7 separate regions of the Mus musculus genome follow, and regions 1, 2, 3, 4, 5 and 7 are each linked to region 6. Evidence: chromatin contacts called from public HiCAR-type, HiChIP or PLAC-seq and promoter capture Hi-C data. All regions are on one chromosome and are shown on one strand. The core of a region is the stretch at or near the end of the contact, and the rest is flanking DNA. Distances in the headings are between cores, read along the strand shown.

Region 1 (2,700 bases), core at 54-2,553, 740 kb before region 6:
AAACAACCAAACGGCCCATCTTGAGCTATACCCAGCTACTCTCTGCCTGCGGTCTCTCTGCCTCTAGGCTAGCCCCATGGGGCAGTCTGGTCTTCCCAGCTCCAGTTCTGGTTCAGTTCACTTACCTCAGAACTGCTTGTACCTTCTCAGCCATCCACCCCCTGCAGCTAGTTGTCACAAGTCCCCTTAACCCAGTAAATCAAAACTCTATGTCCTCATAATTAATCAGTCAGCTTTATATATATCAATAAATTCTCAATCCACAAGATGCCCACACAATAATTTCAGAGACAATTGATAATGATACAAGCTGCCCCCCTAGATTAGACAAGTTATCCCAATTATTCTACCCTTTTATGATACTCATAGCTACCTGTGGCTGTTTAAAGCTACGCGGAATCTGGATTGTCTTCCTCTCCCTCCATCTTCCTTCCTTTTCATACCTGTCCCCTTTCTGTTGCTAAAAATCCTTACCTGCCTTCTTTTTCCACTGCCCAATCACAGGCTTCTTGTTGTATATTTAAATTAATTGGGGGAAAATTCTGCTATGCAAATCTACTGTATGACCAGTATATGCCCAAAGGATTCAGCATGCTAGTCCACAGACACTTGCTTAGCCATGTTCACTGCTGCTCTGTGCACACTAGCTGGAGGATGGGAACAATCTGCATGCCTGTCGTCATGGATGGGAGTGAAAATGTGGTAACATACACAATGGTATACTATTCCTTCTACAGAAAAAGGAAATCTTGAAACTTGCCGCAGACCCTCTGGGTCTCTTTGCCTGCGTGGATCCTCTGGGGCAGGTGGGCAAAGCATCAGAGAGTGACAGACAGACCAACACTTGAGATTGTGTAGAATCTGAATGTATTGTGTCAGGTCGAGCATTAAACTTTTTATACCAAAGAAATAACAAGAAACCAGGCAAAATACAATCCACCAACTTACAGTGACGCAATACTAAAGGAATGTATACATCAAAAGAAGGTGGGGACCAGGCTGCTGTCGCAAAAGAAGGAAGCCAGGTGTAAACTAGTCTATTGTTAATCCCACCACCAGGGGTTCTGCACTAACAGACCTTATCATGAATATTGCAATACCCCAACACCCTATTTCCTGGGTCTACAGAAGAATATGCCAACTTGCTTTTAATGTGAAACTCACTATACCTAGCTGTAGAGAAGATCTCTGTCTCAGTGGGATTCCCTAGCTCTATTATTCCCTTGTTTGGGTGACAATTGCTACTGTCCTTGGTAAATATTTTGCAGACCAGTTCTGAGCTACTGGCTCTGTCTTTTGTAATGCTTAATTAGTAACTGAATAGGTAACTTCCTTTCTGGACCTTGGAACAATGGGGAGACGTAACTATAACAGAATTTAATCTTAAAAGGCATTTATAATAAAATATTAAAAGAGAGCTCATAGATCCATACACCAGACAACGTGGGAATAGGGTATGAGTATGTGGGTAAATGATAATGCCAAAACTCCAGGAGGTGAGTTTCTGTGAAACTCTTTGCCTCTTGAGTGGCTTTTAGGCTTCTCAGCCTGTCAAGCGGACTTCACTGGAGTGTGTGTGTGGCAGAAACTTTCAGGTAAATGGACAGACCCAGAAAAGACTATATTGACCCAGAAAGTCACATGTTCCCACTCTCCCGTGCTCCCAGTCCTCAGACATGAATGCAACACAGAATAATCACAGAGACTGGGGAAGTATAAAGGGAGCGCGTGGGAGTATGAGGGACAACAGACTATAGGGGATATGAAGGGGATATGGAAAATCGGGACAGGGGTGCCAATGGGGGCCACTACAGAAGAAGGAGGAGGAAAAGGCGGCATGCTTTACGCTGTAGTTGTTTGATAACGCCCCAAGGACTCATATTTTTTTATGTGCACCTAAATCATAGATATTTAAATGAAGTTATGCTACTTGGGTTGACAGTGTTCATCACAAGAACCATAGAATAACAACCCCCTCCCCCGTACCCTCTTTTAAGATATGCACAGGACTCCCAAAACAATACAGATTATCAGTGATGCCTCCAGGGCCTGAGGGTAGGCCTTTACTGCTGAAGACGTTAGTTACATCCGTAGGACATAGGACAAGCATGCTTTGAGCTGGATCTAACTGAAAGCCTCCTTCCTGTAACCTGGCTTGCATAGCACCAGAAGTTCTTTTGTGAGCGGCCAAGGGAAGGAAACAATTAGTCCTACCACCCCGCCGTGATGATGCGGAAGGAGCCTGGAAAATAGCCAGCATGACAAGCTAGGTATAAGGGAGCAATAAGGGCACTCACACGTTGGTGGCAACCAACAGCTGCCTAATAGGACTTTATGCCGACTTGACAGGAAGGAAATCATGTCTGGTACTGGAACTAGGCCAGGTTCCTGGGGCTAGTGAGGTCACGGACTTTAGAAGAGAATCTAGTACCACCAGTTTACTAGACCAGCATAATTCCTAACTATGTTTTAAATGTTATCTTTGTGCCCACAGATAAGCGCCTTCCAATCCTATTCAAAGAAGCTTCTCTTTACACCAATGCGGACCGTTACAGAGCACCACAGCTGGACATAAGAGGGAGACAATGGTTCCCGGGAACCCGAGTGCCCGTGGGCAGAGCATCATCACAGCTCCTGCATCTCTGGCCCAGGAAACACAGAGGAAGAGGTGGTGGGAAGACTACCAGGAAGTCTGCCATG
Region 2 (2,700 bases), core at 156-2,655, 920 kb before region 6:
TATAGATGAGAAACTACCTAAATCCAACATGATTGACTTTCACCAGGGAGTCTTAAACAGAAAGAGTGAAATACTAAAAAAAAAGCAGATATCTTTAAAACAGAAACAAAAACCAAAAACTACCACCACCAACAATACACCGAGCCTGGCAGTGGTGGGCAGCACTCGGGAGGCAAAGGCAGGCAGAACTTTGAGATCAAGGGCAATCGTGGTTTAGAGTGAGTTCCATAATAGCTATGGCTGCACAGACAAACTGTCTCGAGAAAAAAAAGAAAGAAAGTAAGAAAAAAAGAAAGAGAATAAAGCCACCAAAACCAAAAAATAACACATGGAATTTTTAATGAAGTAGGATAATATACACAACTAAGAATACTCTAAGATTTAAAAAGAATACCCTTGCCAGGAGTGGTGCTTGATGCAGTTTTATCCATCTCTGGAGCCAAGGGAGGAAGGTTTCAGTGAGTTTGAGACAAGTCCTGTTTACATAGTAAGACCTTGTGGGTGGTGGCGGGGAACAACCAAGAATTACACCCTTTAGCTAGGCATCGTTTTGATCCGAAACCCTAGAGCTTTTTAATAAATATGAAACTCCTTAGATTCTGCAACACCTCTGTGAGTCACGTAAATATTTCTTGAATGACTGACTCAAGGTCATAGGCAGAAAGCAAGAACAAAACATAGGAACAGGGTCTGCAGCTTTGTGGGTAAAGGAATATCATTGTGATTTGGGGTTGACAACTCTCTCGGTACATCAGATGTGAAGGGAACTTGTCAGTGCCACAAGTCTACAAACGAAGAAACATTTTTAAGAAAAGAAAATGCCCTCTTTGAAGAAGTTTTAAGTGTGGTGAGTTTACTTAACTCAATTTTTGTACTTCACTGAAAACATGCGTGACCCGGGTAAAGGGGAATAGGGAAAACATGACAAATGGTCGTATTAAGGCCTGGGGTTGTAGGTAGCACAAAATGAGAAAAAAGGAAGCAAAAGGAAGGAGTCCAAAGTTGGGTCTAGTGTCCAACAGAAAGGAGAACTGGTCAAGGCCACCCTCTGAGACCGGCAAACTACATCAAACTCGCTGGGCACCGTAGGAGGGGGACGGGAGCGACCAAGAGTCGGGCCCTCCCTGGACCAGCCAGTTGTCTGGGGTTGTCCCACCCCTCCGCGGACAGGGCTCGTCTCCCGGATGACCAGCAGCTGGAGGACGCCTTCCCCAGGAACCGGGGCCGGAGCCAGGCCGCACTCACCGCAGCGCCCGCGCTCCGCTAACACCGGCCTCCTCGCCTGACGCCCATCGCCCACCACCAGAAGGAGAACGAGCCTTCGCTCTCAGACGCACGGCAGCGCAGCTCATCCCCTCTTCCCGATTCGCATTGCGTGGCGACGGGTCGCGTCTCGAAACGTCACGGCGAGGGCGGAGCTTCCAGTGAACCCTGTAACTCCGCCTTTCTGTCCCGTAGGGAGGGACATCAGGGCGGCCCTCTCCGGAAGGGTGAGCGCCGAACCGGCCTGAGCATGCGTCGGAAGGACAGTTTGAGCTGGTGCGGGACGGAAGCGCGCGTGCTGCGCTTCCGGTGTCCTCGCGCGTCTCTTTTCCGGGTGGAAGTCAGTTCAGATTGTGTCACATTGTGACTTGGAGCTGTCCACGGAGGAATCGAGGATATTTTGGCGCCTCTCAATAGTGCATTTTTCCCGTCAGATCGGACATTAGGGGGAAAATACGGGGAGAGGATTGATACCTTCTAAAACTTGGGAATAAACATTCTCCAAAGCCAAGCCTCTGGTTAAAGAACAGACGTGTTTGGAAAACACATTGCACAAACACCGTCAACATTTCCAAAAGGACCAGTCTTACAAAGCTGGGGTTTGAACTCTTTGGAGAGTTGTCTTGTGGAGAAAAGATGGGCTACTCGTGGACATAAAAATTGCTTAAGAGTGGAGTTGTTTTCCCTGGTCACTAAATCCGTTGGGACAGTCCAACTTTTTAATGCATGTCAAATCTAAAAGCACAGCTCTACTAAGTATATAAAATGAAAATACTTAGCAGATAGGCTGCCATTAAACGTTAAAGAGTAGTAAGCATCCAGTCTACCAACCTTTAAAATAAACCTTAGTTTCGTTTCCATTACAATTAGCTACATGCAAAGGTATTCTTGTGCTGGGCGGTGGTGGCACACGCCTTTAGTCCCAGCACTTGGGAGGCAGAGACAGACGGATTTCTGAGTTCGAGGCCAGCCTGGTCTACAGAGTGAGTTCCAGGACAGCCAGGGCTACACAGAGAAACCCTGTCTCGAAAAACCAAACCAACCAAACAAACAAAATCTTGCATTTCTCCTTTAAAAAATCAACACTAAATTATATACTATTTGTTCTCCCTAGACAAGTAAAGACTGGTGTGATTTGATACCGTGCAATGCTGGGAACTACTGGATAAAAGCCTCAAATGTTTTTTTTTTCCCCCTCATAATTAAGGAAGAAATTGTTTTTTTGAGGATGGATTATTTTAGGAAAATGTTTTTTCTCTGCTCAGCTTTGTGGAATTGAGTAAGGAAAGAAAAACTTAGAGCTGAATGTGAGAATAAGTATAAAACACATGGAGAACATTTTGGGGTGCTCTGACAATTGGAAGGAGGTAGGACTGAAAGGAAGAGAGACATCATTGGAGTGTATCAGTGAAAATTTTCTCTGAGCCCAACAAGATG
Region 3 (2,700 bases), core at 64-2,563, 840 kb before region 6:
CAGTTGGGTGAAGGGTGACACTTGGGGTGTGGAGCTGCCTTCTTTGGGTGCTTATCCTTCAGGTAGCCCTGCAAACATTTCAAATCTGCTCCAGAGGTACTTTTAAAAAAGGGAGATGGGAACTGGGGACCAAAGGCAAGGCCTCGGGCGGGCGTGCTAGGTGAGCGGTTTGCCACTGAGCCCCACCCTTGTTTAACCTTTAGCTCTTTCTCCCATTCTTCCCCCTGACCACCCCCCATGAAGTCTGTTGTGTAAGTACAGGTAATGCTTTAGACACTGTTTTTCTCAGATTGTGTTCAAGCTCTTGGGTGCAGGCATCCGCAGTCCAGAGCCTCTGAGGAACAAAGGGACCTCGATATAAAGAACAAAAAGCTCTTGGTATTCGGGAAAACTCCGAAGGATTTTTGTTGTTTTGTGGCAGTGTTGGGGTTCAGGACAAACACACCACCCCAGAATATGATTTCAGGAGAAACTGCCATCCCCGCCCCCACTAGTACGCTTCCTTTGTGTTATCTCGAGAAGCCCTGGACGTAGGAGGAGTTCTCAAAAGCTGTTCTTTCGTAAGAGATGGTCAGGAAGAAACGTTGATTAGGAAAAGTACTCGACTCAGGAAGAGGAGGGGTACAGATAACTGCTGTCACCAGAAAGATTTCCATCTGACAAAGTGGCAATTCTTCCCCCTTACGAATGTGTGTCCCGCACTCTGCTGCACCCAGGCTCCGCTCTGTTCTCCAGCTCTGCTTGCTGTAGAAGCGTCCATCCACTAAAGGGACTTCCAGATTTATTGGCACTGAACAGGTTTTTCCTCCGTTAGCTTAAACAGTAGTCGAGGCAAAGAACCCAGAACAAGTGCTATGTAGTAATGGATAAAAAGAATCCTTCATATCCTGTTGTTGATCTGTCCTGAGCTCAGCCTGGCTAGCTATGGGCTTCTCTGAGCCGGCTCTGCCCTCACCTCATAGAGAAGCCAGGGCAGGAGCAACTCCACCCTCTGTGCTACTTATTGTGAATGCCCTTGGCCTATTTCTGGCCTCTGAGCTAGGAGCTTTATTCAAGGCTGGGGCTCTATGGTCTGAATGCAGGGGCAGGGATGATAGAGGGCTCTTTTACCTTGTCTATCCAGAGCTGCTTGTAGGCTTGGGAGGCTAGGTGCCCCAACTGGTCTAAAAACACCATGTTCTCTGATTCTGTTGATCAAAGTTCAAATCAGAAAGGACGGGGACAAGAGAGGCTGAAATTAAGCCTGAAGGAAGGGACTTTATGGGGGCGGGGCTAAAGGAGGGGAATAGGGAACTCCTTAAATAAGAGATGCACTGGCTGCCAGGGAGTGCACAGCACAGACAAAGGCGACCAAGAAGCCCTGTTGACAGCTGCCTTCCAGCCTCCTCTGTCTGTCTGCCAGGAGGAGCAATCCAAGGGAGATGATGGAGCCCTGTGAATACCGTGAATACCGTGAATACTACCGAGCTAGAGGTGAGTGACAGGGTGGGTCTTCCCTGCTGTTGGAGGCAGGTGAGTGTTTGAGTTGCCTTGGGAGAGCCGGTTTGGCTTCAGTGGTGTTTCTCCTGAATTCTTGAACAGGATGTAGATCAGAGTTTTAACAGGTCCCTCATTCCCTGCCTCTCATGTGCCTACTTCTGTGATTGCTGCCTGTGTCTTGCATTTTGTTTCCTTCTACCTGCCCACAAAATAAACTATCTGTATTTGTGATCCACTCAATTGCCTTATGAAATAGGAAAAAAAAAAAAAAGACTTAAGCATTTGATAGCCCAAACTCTCTTAATATTCATTTCTCTGTGTAAAGTAGTTTATTCTTTTAGTGTTCATGTTTAAACGTTCGCCAAGTGCCCACTTGTATACCAGCTTGCAGGGAAAGCAAAGCCAGGTACCCTGTTTTCAGGCCTGGCTGTCCACAGGTAGGGAAGTGCTTAAAGGGGATTTGTAGGAAGATGAGGATGCATCCAACAAAGTGACTTGTGACATGATGAGTTTGGTTCTGCTTCTTCTGTTTAGTACGCATTAACTGAAATACACATCAACTTAAAATAAAGGTTCTTTTAGAAGCCTATGTGACAACAGAGAACTTTGAATGTCTTTGTAATTTTGTAATAGTCTCATCTCCACTAGAGGGGCCACAGTGTATGAAACTTCTTGGCTGTAAGTTAATATCTATCCTGCTTTAAATCTCTTTTCTCTCTTCTCCCCTATCAACCTTTGTAGGCAGACGCGTATTAGCGTATCATGTGGCTTTTCAACAGTGCACTTAGCTGAGAGTGTGGGTTCCTATCCTGCAGTGGGACACATTTTCCTATGAGACTGTCTGGGGATGAGTGCCAGCTCTCTCATGTCTACTGGGCACCACTCAGTGCTGGGTGCCCAAGGCTGTGGTGGGCTGAAGGAGTCAAGCTCTCTGGTGCCTCAGTTTGTCTAGGCCCAGTTCTGTGTGTAGGGACTTTGCAGAAGCTGAGGTAGAGGGAATAAATCAGGCTCCTTTTCTTCTCTGCTCCTTTGCTCCTTTGCAGGGAGAAGGGGAATGGGAAGGGTTTCTGGTTGCTCATAGTAGGTGCACATCTAGAGGGTGGGAGGCCATGAGAGAGAGCCCCTCTGAAGGGTCAAAGAACAACTGGCCTGCAGTGGCTTCACATGACTGCTTCCCTTTCTGACTAGTCTTCATTCTTTTGGTGCATCTATTTGAGTGTG
Region 4 (2,700 bases), core at 101-2,600, 890 kb before region 6:
AAACCAACCAACCAACCAAACCTAACCAAAAACCCCTGAAATAAAATATTAAATAAAAAGAAAAAACATGAACTATGCTCTCCCCATTCTGTTTACTTTGCTATGTCTTACACTGGCTACAAACTTTCACTATATAAATAAGAAAGGCAGCCGGGCGTGGTGGCCTTTAATCCCAGCACTCGGGAGGCAGAGGCAGGCAGATTTCTGAGTTCGAGGCCAGCCTGGTCTACAAAGTGAGTTCCAGGACAGCCAGGGGCTATACAGAGAAACCCGGTCTCGAAAAACCAAAAAATAAGGGCAAGTGTCCTTATCTGAGGACAGACACACACAAACACAAATGAAGTCTGTAAACAATTTGGATCTCATTTAAGCCATTTTGCTCCTAGGTTATTCTCGGTTGTCTCCGATATTCTCATTCCTAGATACCTGACGCCAAAAGTTCCACGGGTAGTGGACTTTTCGGTGAAATATATCAAAGTGGAACTTTGAAAATCGCATGTGAAGTAAATTTATAAGGCTTTTCCTTCACAAATCATCATCTCCCAATCAACTCTTGGTTCATTGAAAGTAAAATACGTCACTAGGCATGGTGGTACGCGCCTTTAATCCCAACAATTGAGAGGCAGAGGCAGGCGGATTCTTTTGAGTTTGAGGCCACCCTGGTCTACAAAGCCAGTTCCAGGTCAGGCAGGGCTGTTACAGAGAAACCTTGCCTCGAAAACAAATCAACAAAAATCCTGACAATACAGACAGGAGAAAAGCGTCACTATTACAACATTAAAAAAAAAAAAAGCCACAGAAACATCCACGTCACACACGACCAGTTTACACCAGGTGAAGAGGACAGGCATCCTTTGTTCCCGCACAGGCCCCACAACCAGCGATTCCGGGTACCTTCCAGGACCACGGTAAGTTAAATCTTAGGTACCCGGCTGCCCTTCCGCCTGCCGGGAATCTGCTAGAACACCCCATAGTCAAGTCCAAGCTCCAAGCGTCCCGAAATGCCGGCACTTTCCGTGTCACGCCGGGGGAGAACTTAGCACACGCACCCCTAACTCCCACACATCCCGCCCCGCGACGCGGCGCGGAACACCCAGCCGCGCACAGGGCCACCGCAGCGCTCACCCCGCTGCCGCGCAGGCGCCGGGCGAGCCGGGACTTGCGGTCGCCCCGCGGATCATTCCGCCGCAGCCTTTGTGTGGCCGAACGCTAGAAATGGCTTATTTCCTTTCTCCCCGTTTAAAGTCAGAAGCAGACCCTCTCATCCCTTTCTCCCGCCGGAACGGGGCTGGGGGAGGGCGGCGGCAGGCTCGCTCCCGGGGCCAGTGGGGCGGAAACGGGCGCGGGTTGGCGAGGCCGCCGCAGGCATGCTGGGAGCTCGGCCGCCGTGTCCCTCCGCGCCGACGGGGACTTTTCGGTGGGGATTTTGGGCGCCGAGCAGACGCGGCATTTTCGGAAAATAGCGCCCTGTGCAGCGAAGCGCTCTGTGTGTGGCGGGGCCGCGTCTGCCCTGACGGCTCCGAGGCGCCGCGGTCCCCGCACCTCCTCCCGCTGCTCCCCCGCCGCCGCTCCCGAAGCTTTTCCAGGTCAGTGCGGGTCTGTGTAGGGCCCTGTTACCACCGGATGTGGAAGTTGATCTCTTCGCTGGTAAAAAATAATTCCACTTCCCCCGGAACCCAGATCATCCCCGCGATTTCCTGTTTATTGCATTAAGGCGCCGGGTTTCCGGGGCTCCTGGCCCCGCTTGTTTGGCGGGGGTCGGCGGGGTCGGCCTGGGTGTCCGTGCTGCCGCCGCCGCCGCCGCCGCGCTTTGTCCGCCCGGCGCTTGGCTTCTGGGAGGGGCGGCAGACATGGTGGCGGCCGCCGCCCCCTCCTCGGTCAGGCGCCGCGGCCTCCTGCGGGCCCCACGGGTCGGGTCTGCGGTGGGGTCGCCATGGCCGTGGGGGTCCGGGCCGGCGGGGCAGGCGGCGGGAGAGGCGGCGCTGTCCCCGCCCGCTCCTTTGTCTCGGCGGCCTGAGGGCCTGGCCTGGCCGGGCCGACGACAAGCGGGAGGGAAGGCCGGGCCGCGCTGCCCCGCTGGGCCCCGCGGAGCCCGGGGCGCTCGGGTTTCGGCCCGAACAGCCGGGTCGGGGCAGGGTAGACGGGCCAGTCCGGAAGGGACGGAGCCTGCCATTCTCAGTGGCCGAGACTTTTGCCCCGGAGACTTCGCCACCGGAACCCACGCGAGCGCGGGTGCGGAAAGAAGCCGCGAGTTTCGTCGGTCATGTCTTGCCTGGGCACAGATCGGTGTTGAGTGTGCTGTTGTGAACCTCTCCCACGGCGTTGAAGCCGCGGGCTTAGCCTTGAAGTGTGCATCTCCAAAATGAGAGCGAAGGAAAGCGGGCCTACCTGCTGGCTTTTTTTCCCTTGAAGCTTTTGCTTTAAGCCCATTTCCACTGTGTCTAGCAGACACATTTGCTTTAAAGCAGGGAGCGAGACCACAGTACTTCTGAAAGAGAGCTTCATAACGTGGGAGTAATTTTTAAGAGTTCTTTCTGCAGACACTGTGGTTTGTTGTCTATTCAGGCAAGTTACTTTCTGAAATGTAATTTTTATCTGGGGGTAAAAAAGAACGGTGGTGTGCTTTTTCTAGGGAAGTAGTGGCCTTCCCAGAATTGAAAACGCACCGAATTTAGTACGCAGACGATAGTCTACCTCACA
Region 5 (2,700 bases), core at 92-2,591, 810 kb before region 6:
GGGGAAAGCTTAGGAGAAGTCACATTGCTTGTTAGAACAACTGCAAGTGTCCCGCAAACCGTTTGCTCTGTTTTCAGACCTGAGCACTAGGATTGGGAATTTTCAGAATCTATGGTAACTGCAGCTTTGAACTTTAAGCTCTGTTGAATTTGGTACCAGGACAGGGATCAGTTCAGACTGAGGCAGGGGTTCCTGTGCAGTCGGAAAGCTTGGATGGAGCATCTGAGGCCACAGGAATCTCACAGGTGAAAGCCAAAGCCAGTAGGTGGCAGCAAGATTAAGTAAGGACTGACCATCTTGGTGCCAGACAGACACACACATGTGATTCCTAGCTCACCTGTTTATCATCTAAACAGCCTACACTGCCTGGACAACTTTCTCTGAGGTTTTGCACTGTCCTCAAGCCACTTTCCTGGAAAGCACCTTTTGTCCTATGCCATTGATGTGCCCGTGAGGTGGCCCTGTGAAAGTCACACAGGGTAAGGAGCCAGGGCAGAGCTAAAGGGAAACCCAGGTCTGTGGGGCCCCAGGGTTTAAGCTCTTAATCACCATCCTAAAGCTACACTAATGTTGAGAAGAACAGACATAGAACTTTAATTTCTGCTACTCAAGGAACTTCTAGGAGTTTCTAGGCTGGGATGAAATACTTAAAACAGCAGTTTTCGAGAGGTCACGCTCGGTTCCAGGTCACAGGCTTGGAACTGTTAGTGTTACCCAGATAAGCTTGTCTTGGTTTGCTCCTTAGCAACAGCTTTGGGAGTCATGGTGACACCAGGGAAATCCCAGGAGTGCTCTGCAGGCAACACAGAATGCTAGGAGTGCCCGAGGGAGTGGGCACGTTGCTTCTAACCATGAGCTCTGTGTTATTTGTTTCTAGCATTGGCAGATCCCCTTGAGCCGGCGCTTTCGCTCCATTAAGCTGTGGTTTGTGATTCGGTCCTTCGGGGTGAAGAATCTTCAAGCACATGTCAGACACGTATGTTGCGCGAGAGCCGTGGGACTAAGCCCATGATTCTTTGCATTTTCCATGGGAAGGAAGACTTTGCCTCGGTTTTACAAATCTGCCCAGGGGATCCTTGGTTTGTGGCTCAGTGGTAGGGTGCGCAGAGGGACTTGAATGTTGGTTATGTAGAGGTGCGCTGATCTCCATGTAGTCCCAGTGGACTGTCTGTGATCTGTAGTTCACACTGTTTATTTTCTAAACAGTCACCACTAAGTGCAACTTCCTCTGTTCTGACATCCCTTGTTTCACCGATTTCCTGAGAGTCTCACCTTTCCTGTTGTTGTCTTTGAGAACTGAGCACTCAAAAGCCTAGTTTACGGAAAGAGAAAGTGAAAGTAGGTCAAAGAGCAGGGTCTATGGTCAAAGTAGGGCCGAGTCTTTAAGAAGGAGTGGCTGTCATGGCTCCCTGGTGAATGGTGTGTCAACACAGCCACACCTGCTCTTCACCTTCTAGGTGAGGTCTGTAGTGAACACACTACCTGTAATTGTGTCCTCCTCTCCCCTGGCCTCTGCTCTGTCTCATACACAGCTTGCCTCATGGGAGGGAAGAGAATAGGGCAGGAGGAGAATGTCTTATTAACTGGGAGACCTACTTTCTGCCGCCCAAGCCTTGGGAGAATCACCCTCCCTTGGATTTTAAAAAGTGAGGATGCTGACAAAGGTGGGCTCTGAGGGGACATTGTGGGGCATGTGAGTGAGACATGGAGAATTTTGACAGGGCAGGTGGTGAAAACAGGCCCAGAGGAAAGGAGTTATAGGGGAGAATCATAACCAGGTTAGAAATGGGGCATGGGCATATAAAGGCCAGGAGAACAGTTAGTATGCTTTTCCCGGACAAGGCCTGGACTTGCACATGAAGAACTTCTTAGGGATCAAGTGGGGACGTAGCTCCATTGGTACACTGTTTACTCCCCATGCACAAAGCCACTGTTTGACCCCCTAGTATTGCTTAACCTTCTCCTGGCAGCGCTTGCAGGTAGTTCCACAGTGGGGGGTGGAGGCAGAAGGATCAATGGTACCAGGTCGTCCTTGGCTACATTGTAACTTTGAGCCAGTCTAGGATCCATGAGAGAGAGCCTTTCTCAAAGAAAAGAAAAAGTTCATGAGGCGGTGGTAAGAGTTTGAAATTGACTGGAGAGAGAGAGAGAGTGGAGCAGATAGAGGAGCAGATAGAGGTTGGTTCAAATGGCACCGCCTCTTCATGGTCAAGGAAGACACCTGAAGCTCTGTCTTCTTTTAAAACGAAATATCAAGTGGGAGTTCCAGCCCATAAAAAAAAAATCACTTAGTGGGGCAGGAGAGATGACTCAGCAGTTAAGAGCACTGACTGCTCTTCCAGAGGTCCTGAGTTCAATTCCCAGCAACCACATGGTGGCTCACCACCATCTGTAATGGGATCTGATGCCCTCTTCTGGCATGTAGGTGTACATGCAGTCAGAGCACTCACATACATTAAATAAATCTTTAAAAATTAATTCACTTAGCAGAGAGTGTATGTGAGTCTCAGACTGGAATCTCTAGCCCTATCATGTGCTGTGTCTGTCACTTACTCCCCCCTCCCCACGCCCCCAGGTCTCATTTGTTGTTCTTGCTAGTCTGGAGCTCAAGGCTCCCCTCTCGAGTGCTGGCATTAAAGACTTAAATATCATCATTCCTGGCAACCTTGAACTTCCTCTGATCCTCCTACTGAAACCTCC
Region 6 (2,750 bases), core at 89-2,588:
ATCCTTCAAAGAAGGGGAAAACCTCAAATACCGTACTGCATTAATGACTTTTTAACTCAGGCTGGGTGTCTTGCAGCTAAAGACCACCGGTAGGGGCACAGCTCATCTCATCTTGCTGTCAGAAAGGAGGGTGAGCCGCTGTGGCTTATGTAACTGCCCTGTATAAATAGCTTTGCTTTGTGGATCAGCCTTAAATTTCTTCTGCAGCCATTGAATCCTGAGCAAGGGTTTGTAATAGACTCTAAGGAATCTGACATTACACAGCTCACACATTTTCAACACAAATGCATGTGCAACTGAAATAAAAGTGTGCATACAGTGGAAAAACAAAACCAAATGCACGAAACTCTCATGTACAGGCATAAGTGTTTCTCCATCATGTGGTTTGCAGACCAGCCTTCATATGTCCTGTAGACAAAATGCATTCATTTAAGCTGGCAGAAATACAGCTTCCACACTAACATAGCCAGGATCTTTACAGACCACTCTCTCCTTACAGACTTGGATTAACTGAAAAGGCTTTATGAACATCTCCCAAAGCGTGATGACGAAGCAGATTTCTTAGATATCCTTTTCCCTTTTCCAGACATAGATCCCCTGGCCAGTGACCCTAACAGCAGCCAACTCTACTCTCTTTCTTCACTGAAGTATATATAATTCAGCTGACCGACGTTATCAAGCCAGAACTCTTGTGGAGAGCTTGTGTGTGTTGGAGGCTGTCTAACTCCCCAGAGGGAATCTACCAGTAGGGTTTAGTTTCAAGGCAAACTCTAGTCTTTAAGGAGCTGATGACCTGGAGATTAAAAGGAACAATTCTTAACCATATGGGGAAAGCAGAGGAGAAGATAATCTCTTCTTGGGTAGTTATGCAGGTTTTGGGTAAAAATAGGGTTCGAAATGGGCAAAATCAGCCTGGAGTTGAGGCTAGATGTGAGTCTGGAACCGGGACAATAACATTAATTAATCATTATTTGTGGAGATTTTTTAACAGGGCTTCTTACCTATGGCTGCTACTCTGTGTATGCAATTTATTTGTGCAATTTTCAAAGGGCAAGATTGTTCGTTCTTTTCATTCTTTTAGAGTACTGACAGGATCACAGGACTAGTGAGCAGCTACAAGCTCTTCCAATATCCTGAGTAGGTTTTGCCTTCTGAGCAGTCTCTGAGGTCCCGGCAAAGTGAACACATGCGTCCTGAGTTCCAGGCAGCCCAACCTGCCTAGGTGGGAGTGGGAGGAGTAACCCAACCAGGCAGTGCCCCTGGCCTTGGCTGCCCGCTAGCCACCCCCCTCCCCCCGCCCCCGTCGCTCCTCGGCCATCCCCGCCCCTGCGTATCTCCATTTCCTACTGCGCCTCCGCCCTTTCGGTCCCGCTCGGCTTCCGTCCCAGATGATCCCTCCCCGGGGCGGCCGCCGCCTCCCCCGCCTTGAGCTGGAGCCGCCTCCCCAGCCAGTGGCGTAGCCGAGTCGGCGTCCGGCCGGCTGTGCGGAGTGGACCGAGCCCGGCGGGACCGAGCGGGGGGCCATGGAGAAAGCGGCCCGCGGCGCTGCGCACACCGACTAGAGCCGGCGCCTGTCGCCGGCGCCATGGACCGAGCGCCGGCCGAGCAGGTACGCAAGCGCCCGGGCTGCTCTCGGGCCTCCGGGCCGGCAGGCCGCCGAAGCTGAAAGGCCGGGGGAGGTGGACCGGCGGAGCTCAGCGGCGACAGCGTTGCCCTTGCAGCAGTCTGGAGTGTATTTCTTTTATGAAGAGACTACCGTGGTTTACCCTTGTTTTCCTGTCTAGTTACTTTGCAAATAATTATTCTTTTAAAATGGAGCAAGAGTTCAAGTTGAGTCCATATTCGTATTCGCACAGTAGTTCCATTAGTGGTCTGTTAGTGTTTTGATTGCATCGAATTCTTTCTGGAAGAGTTGGGAGGAAGGGCTAATGGCAGGGTGAAAAATAACTTAGAAGAATAGTGTCATGCTTCCTCCTCCTCCCCAGTATTTTACAGCTTCCCTGGAAACGACTTAATTTGACTGAGTGTGATTTTTGTTCGCTGTCAATTTCCCTCTACCAGGACCTTGGTCAGTTAGTCACATAGTTGAAAGGAGAACACTGGTGACTTGCCTGTTAGTTTTGCGAATAGTTAATTAACTCGAGTAAATGAGATACCATCTCCCAAGTTTCTGTTTATACATAGTTAACGACAGTTTTGGTTTTGAATCGCACACTTTTCAAGCCAAAACACAGCTTTCTAATTTTGAACACTTCGCCGTTTCTGTTGTTGATTCTTGTCGTATTGTCCATTCTATCCTAGACCTCTTATGAAAGATTTCTCCTCTCTCAGCACTTTCCACAGGACCTTACCACACAGATTTAAAAAGGAAAGCAAATCTTCCAGAGATTAGAAGTTTATTTTTATTAAAGAACACCAATTACCAAGAGAAAATTGATGTGGGACCACTTGGAAAATACACACTTCACTGTGGCCCGGAGTATTATGTTACAGTATGTAGTGAATTTATTAAAACATTGTTTTTGAGAGTAATTCTGAAAAAGGAACCTGAGATTTCCAGCCTTGACGAAGGAAAAGGAAATTTCCTTGCGCGTGTGTCTCTAATGAAAGGGTGGGATGTTTTTGTCCGTCCTGGGCACTCTGGAAGCACTAATGCATATGTATACTCACTTATGTCTCCTTTCATCTTAGAGGAAATGTAATTACCTGGTTAGATGGTAACATTTAGCATGGCACTCCTCATGTGATTA
Region 7 (2,700 bases), core at 70-2,569, 770 kb before region 6:
TGTCTTTTTACTTTTTCCTGGTCCGGTCTCTCCTTACTGACTGTGAGAAGCAGCAAGGGTGTTGTTCAGACACTAACTGCTGGGAGCTGAGGAAAAGAGAGGACGGGGACAGGGAAGCGACTTTCCCATGACTGTAAGTCTACCAAAGCTAGGGGCTGGATCCACTGCGGTTCTCATCCAAGGCCCTCTGAATTTTAATGTAAATGTGTTAAGTTCTGATTGGAGGAATGGATTTAGAAGTGGATCCCTTTGGACAGCCCCAAGTCTTCCTTAGACACTGCACGTGAAGCTTTGGATTTCTGGGCTGCACATAGAAATCCCATGATATGAGTTGTGAAGATTAAAAACAACATTGTGCATATACAGCGGTCCCCTGGGTTAACATTGAGGGTGGGTGGGAACTGCCTCGCACATAACATGGATACACACTTCTTCTTGCCATCTCTAAACAACACAGGTAAGAATGAGTGGTTTAGTATTCAACACCGTGTTAGGTATCATACGCAATCTGGACTCCGCATTGGAGGACTGAAGCGCTTCGAAAGACAGGCCACTTTACATCTAGGAATTATAAGGATTGTTAATCAGCGTCGTACACCTGGAATTGACCTCTTTTCCTGCTTCCCGGCCCCACACCACACTGCAACCCCGAAACCAAGTGCCTCTATCCTCCCACCTCCAGGGTTAGGGCCGGCGGTTTTGCAGCTCACCTGGGGAGGCCAGCAGCACCTTCGCCCCGCAGCATTGAAAGCAGTGCAGCAGAGACTTGGCACGAATGTTGTAGTTGAGGCACGCCATGGGACAGCCCAGTTTGAGCAGTCCCAGCCAGATCCACACGTAGGCCGGCTCATTGCCCATGAAGAGGGCTACGCAATCCCCCTGTCGTAGGCCCAGTTGATCGTGCAGCGCCCGCGCCACTTGGTTGCTGCGCCGGTCCACCTGGGCGTAGGTGAGCGTCTCGTCTCGGAACAGCAGGAAGGGCTTGTGTGGGGTCTTGCGCGCTTGTTCCAGGAAGGCCCGCAGGATGGTACGCACGGGTCGCCGCTGCCGGTAGCTGCGCACCCGCCGGGCCATGTTGGCCAGCCGCAGGAAGTACCGCACATCTTGGAGGAGGTAGGGGCAGCAGCAGGTGAGCAGCAGAGGCAGCAGCAGCAGCCCCGCCAGGCCGGTGTAGAGCACTGGCAGCATGGCGGTAGCTGCGGGGTCCCCGGTCCCCGCCGGGGCCGAGGGAGTGCTCGAGGCGTGCAGCGCGGCGGCAGGCGGGAGAGGAGCAGAGCAGGAGCTGGCGACTGGGCTCGGCCTCCGGACGCGCTGCGACTGCGGGTGGCGGCTCGGCTGCAGGTGCCTGTGGCGCGCTGTGCGGGCGGGACGGCCGTGGGTCCCGCCCCCTCGTGGGGCTCCTCGTGCGCTCAGGGGGCCGCTCCTGTCAGCCTGGGTGGCCCAGGATGCCACAGCACTTGTGTTCAGTGTCTGGGGTCAGATGAGATCTAGTTCTCCGCAAACAACGCTTAGCGCAAACAGCCCACGTTGAAAAGGTCAAAGGCGTGGTGCTGTGGTTAGTTATTCTTATCACACAGCGCAGTGCCTTTGCTTAATCAAGTACCTTATAAACGCACCGCAGCCTTATTATTAATAGCGGGCACCAGGTGCCACAGCCAACTCAGAGTCCCACCTCCACTCCTTGGTCCCAGAGGCTTTCCGCTAGATCTCTCTTTGTTTCTAACGTTTGCTTCTCTGCTCAGGCAGTCTCCTGTGGGGAAGGTTTCAAGGTTGAACAAAAGCGCCAGAGGTGGTCGCATTCAGCTGCACCTGCCAGCCCCTCTTGTGAGCTTCGCCTGTTTCGGGAACTCCGGAACTCGAGCAATGGGGTCCTGTTAATTTGTTTTGAGATTTTGTTCTGTTACGCGAGCCACTTTCCAACATCGACGGTATTGTGGACTCAGTTCGACATTTACCAAAACACACAAAGCAAACAAAGTAAATAATGGCATATCTCAAAAGTCATTTCTTCAAGAAGTTTGATCTATGTATTAATGCCCCTAGGTAGTGGTACTGTACAAGGTTAGCATGCTTGCTACCAAGTAAAGTAAAGATGTGCTTCGTTGTCACAGTCTTCTGTCTCATGCTCATTCATATTATTGTTGTAAGATAACTTGTCTTGAACCGTCAGAGGTCTTCTCAGATGATCCTTTCATGCTTGTTCACTGAGGAGAAAGGGAAGTTTAGGTGATTCTTTGTCATGTCCACTGCAGCTGTGGTTTCCTGTGTAAACCCTGGAAGGGGCTAAGGAGGGAAGGAGAGTCAGTTTTCTTTAGCGATGTGGTCCCTAGAAGGTCGACCTTGCTCTAGTGGATGGCCCTACGGCCCAACTGTACACACACACACACACACACACACACACACACACACACAGATAAGTGTATATACTGTACAAATTGAATTGAGATCTATTGGAAAAAGGAAGAGGGCATCAAGGAGAGGTGATAGGGTCTGGAAGAGAGATCGGATCTGGAAATATTTAGGGGTAAATATGATCAAATACATTGTATGTATGTGTGAAGTTCTCAAAGAATTAATAAAAATATTATGCTTAAAGAATATCTAGTAATATGTGAGATATGAAAGAGGAACCAGTTTGGTCCCAGGTCATTAACCACTCTCTCAGCACTGTGAGTCACAGTGTCATTTTGTCCTCTTATT

What was found. Promoter capture Hi-C pulls out the DNA fragments that hold promoters and counts their contacts. HiCAR-type assays count read pairs that join an accessible place to other places. HiChIP or PLAC-seq counts read pairs in DNA pulled down with a chosen protein or histone mark.
Region 1: a contact with region 6 is called in a promoter capture Hi-C map of liver, with 7 times the contacts expected there. The contact joins the enhancer-like site here to the promoter of Secisbp2l in region 6. A contact is called at or near these places in 14 of 39 promoter capture datasets (the 3T3-L1 cell line, 3T3-L1-derived adipocytes, the HPC-7 cell line and 8 more), 7 of 484 Hi-C or Micro-C datasets (B cells, cortical neurons, embryonic fibroblasts and 3 more), 6 of 115 datasets of contacts at active chromatin or transcription factors (astrocytes, embryonic forebrain, embryonic stem cells and 3 more) and 2 of 9 other capture datasets (embryonic stem cells and liver).
Region 2: a contact with region 6 is called in a HiCAR-type map of astrocytes, with 3 times the contacts expected there. The contact joins the promoter of Usp8 here to the promoter of Secisbp2l in region 6. A contact is called at or near these places in 9 of 39 promoter capture datasets (the 3T3-L1 cell line, 3T3-L1-derived adipocytes, the C10 cell line and 4 more), 1 of 484 Hi-C or Micro-C datasets (B cells) and 3 of 115 datasets of contacts at active chromatin or transcription factors (the SCID.adh cell line, astrocytes and stem cell-derived neural progenitor cells).
Region 3: a contact with region 6 is called in an H3K4me3 HiChIP or PLAC-seq map of stem cell-derived neural progenitor cells, with 7 times the contacts expected there. The contact joins the promoter of Hdc here to the promoter of Secisbp2l in region 6. A contact is called at or near these places in 7 of 39 promoter capture datasets (the 3T3-L1 cell line, the HPC-7 cell line, cranial neural crest and 3 more) and 1 of 115 datasets of contacts at active chromatin or transcription factors (stem cell-derived neural progenitor cells).
Region 4: a contact with region 6 is called in a promoter capture Hi-C map of pre-B cells, with 4 times the contacts expected there. The contact joins the promoter of Gabpb1 here to the promoter of Secisbp2l in region 6. A contact is called at or near these places in 13 of 39 promoter capture datasets (the 3T3-L1 cell line, 3T3-L1-derived adipocytes, the C10 cell line and 8 more), 4 of 484 Hi-C or Micro-C datasets (B cells, CD4 T cells, forebrain and 1 more), 10 of 115 datasets of contacts at active chromatin or transcription factors (astrocytes, differentiating embryonic stem cells, embryonic brain and 7 more) and 1 of 9 other capture datasets (liver).
Region 5: a promoter capture Hi-C map of the HPC-7 cell line shows a contact between it and region 6, with 5 times the contacts expected there. The contact joins the enhancer-like site here to the promoter of Secisbp2l in region 6. A contact is called at or near these places in 10 of 39 promoter capture datasets (the 3T3-L1 cell line, the C10 cell line, the HPC-7 cell line and 7 more), 1 of 115 datasets of contacts at active chromatin or transcription factors (astrocytes) and 1 of 9 other capture datasets (embryonic stem cells).
Region 7: a contact with region 6 is called in an H3K4me3 HiChIP or PLAC-seq map of forebrain, with 5 times the contacts expected there. The contact joins the promoter of Slc27a2 here to the promoter of Secisbp2l in region 6. A contact is called at or near these places in 13 of 39 promoter capture datasets (the 3T3-L1 cell line, the HPC-7 cell line, cranial neural crest and 7 more), 13 of 115 datasets of contacts at active chromatin or transcription factors (the NIH/3T3 cell line, acute myeloid leukemia, astrocytes and 7 more) and 2 of 9 other capture datasets (embryonic stem cells and pancreatic islet).

Annotation. Positions count from the first base shown.
Region 1 is chr2:126,521,889-126,524,588 of GRCm38.p6, reverse strand. Gm26697 (a long non-coding RNA gene) reads left to right here. Exons shown (of 4, transcript XR_866700.3): 4 at 2,495-2,700. Among named protein-coding and RNA genes, the nearest start is that of Gm26697, 23 kb to the left of the region's middle. Within about 2 kb of position 1,303, at least 13 of the 459 cell types and tissues checked have an H3K27ac peak or open chromatin away from gene starts, as enhancers often do. A contact at or near this core is called in embryonic stem cells, liver and stem cell-derived epiblast-like cells, where this site is marked.
Region 2 is chr2:126,706,033-126,708,732 of GRCm38.p6, reverse strand. Usp8 (ubiquitin specific peptidase 8) reads right to left here and starts at 1,405. Exons shown (of 19, transcript NM_019729.3): 1 at 1,246-1,405.
Region 3 is chr2:126,617,291-126,619,990 of GRCm38.p6, reverse strand. Hdc (histidine decarboxylase) reads left to right here and starts at 1,313. Exons shown (of 12, transcript NM_008230.6): 1 at 1,313-1,473. The coding sequence starts at 1,422.
Region 4 is chr2:126,674,242-126,676,941 of GRCm38.p6, reverse strand. It overlaps Gabpb1 (GA repeat binding protein, beta 1), which reads left to right and starts at 1,350. Exons shown (of 9, transcript NM_001271468.1): 1 at 1,350-1,586. It overlaps A630026N12Rik (RIKEN cDNA A630026N12 gene), which reads left to right and starts at 1,655. Exons shown (of 1, transcript NR_166192.1): 1 at 1,655-2,700.
Region 5 is chr2:126,596,147-126,598,846 of GRCm38.p6, reverse strand. It overlaps Hdc (histidine decarboxylase), which reads left to right. Exons shown (of 12, transcript NM_008230.6): 10 at 878-976. Among named protein-coding and RNA genes, the nearest start is that of Hdc, 21 kb to the left of the region's middle. Within about 2 kb of position 1,341, at least 88 of the 459 cell types and tissues checked have an H3K27ac peak or open chromatin away from gene starts, as enhancers often do. A contact at or near this core is called in the HPC-7 cell line, liver and pre-B cells, where this site is marked.
Region 6 is chr2:125,781,458-125,784,207 of GRCm38.p6, reverse strand. It overlaps Secisbp2l (SECIS binding protein 2-like), which reads left to right and starts at 1,338. Exons shown (of 18, transcript NM_177608.3): 1 at 1,338-1,609. The coding sequence starts at 1,586.
Region 7 is chr2:126,551,643-126,554,342 of GRCm38.p6, reverse strand. Slc27a2 (solute carrier family 27 (fatty acid transporter), member 2) reads right to left here and starts at 1,319. Exons shown (of 10, transcript NM_011978.2): 1 at 711-1,319. The coding sequence starts at 1,188.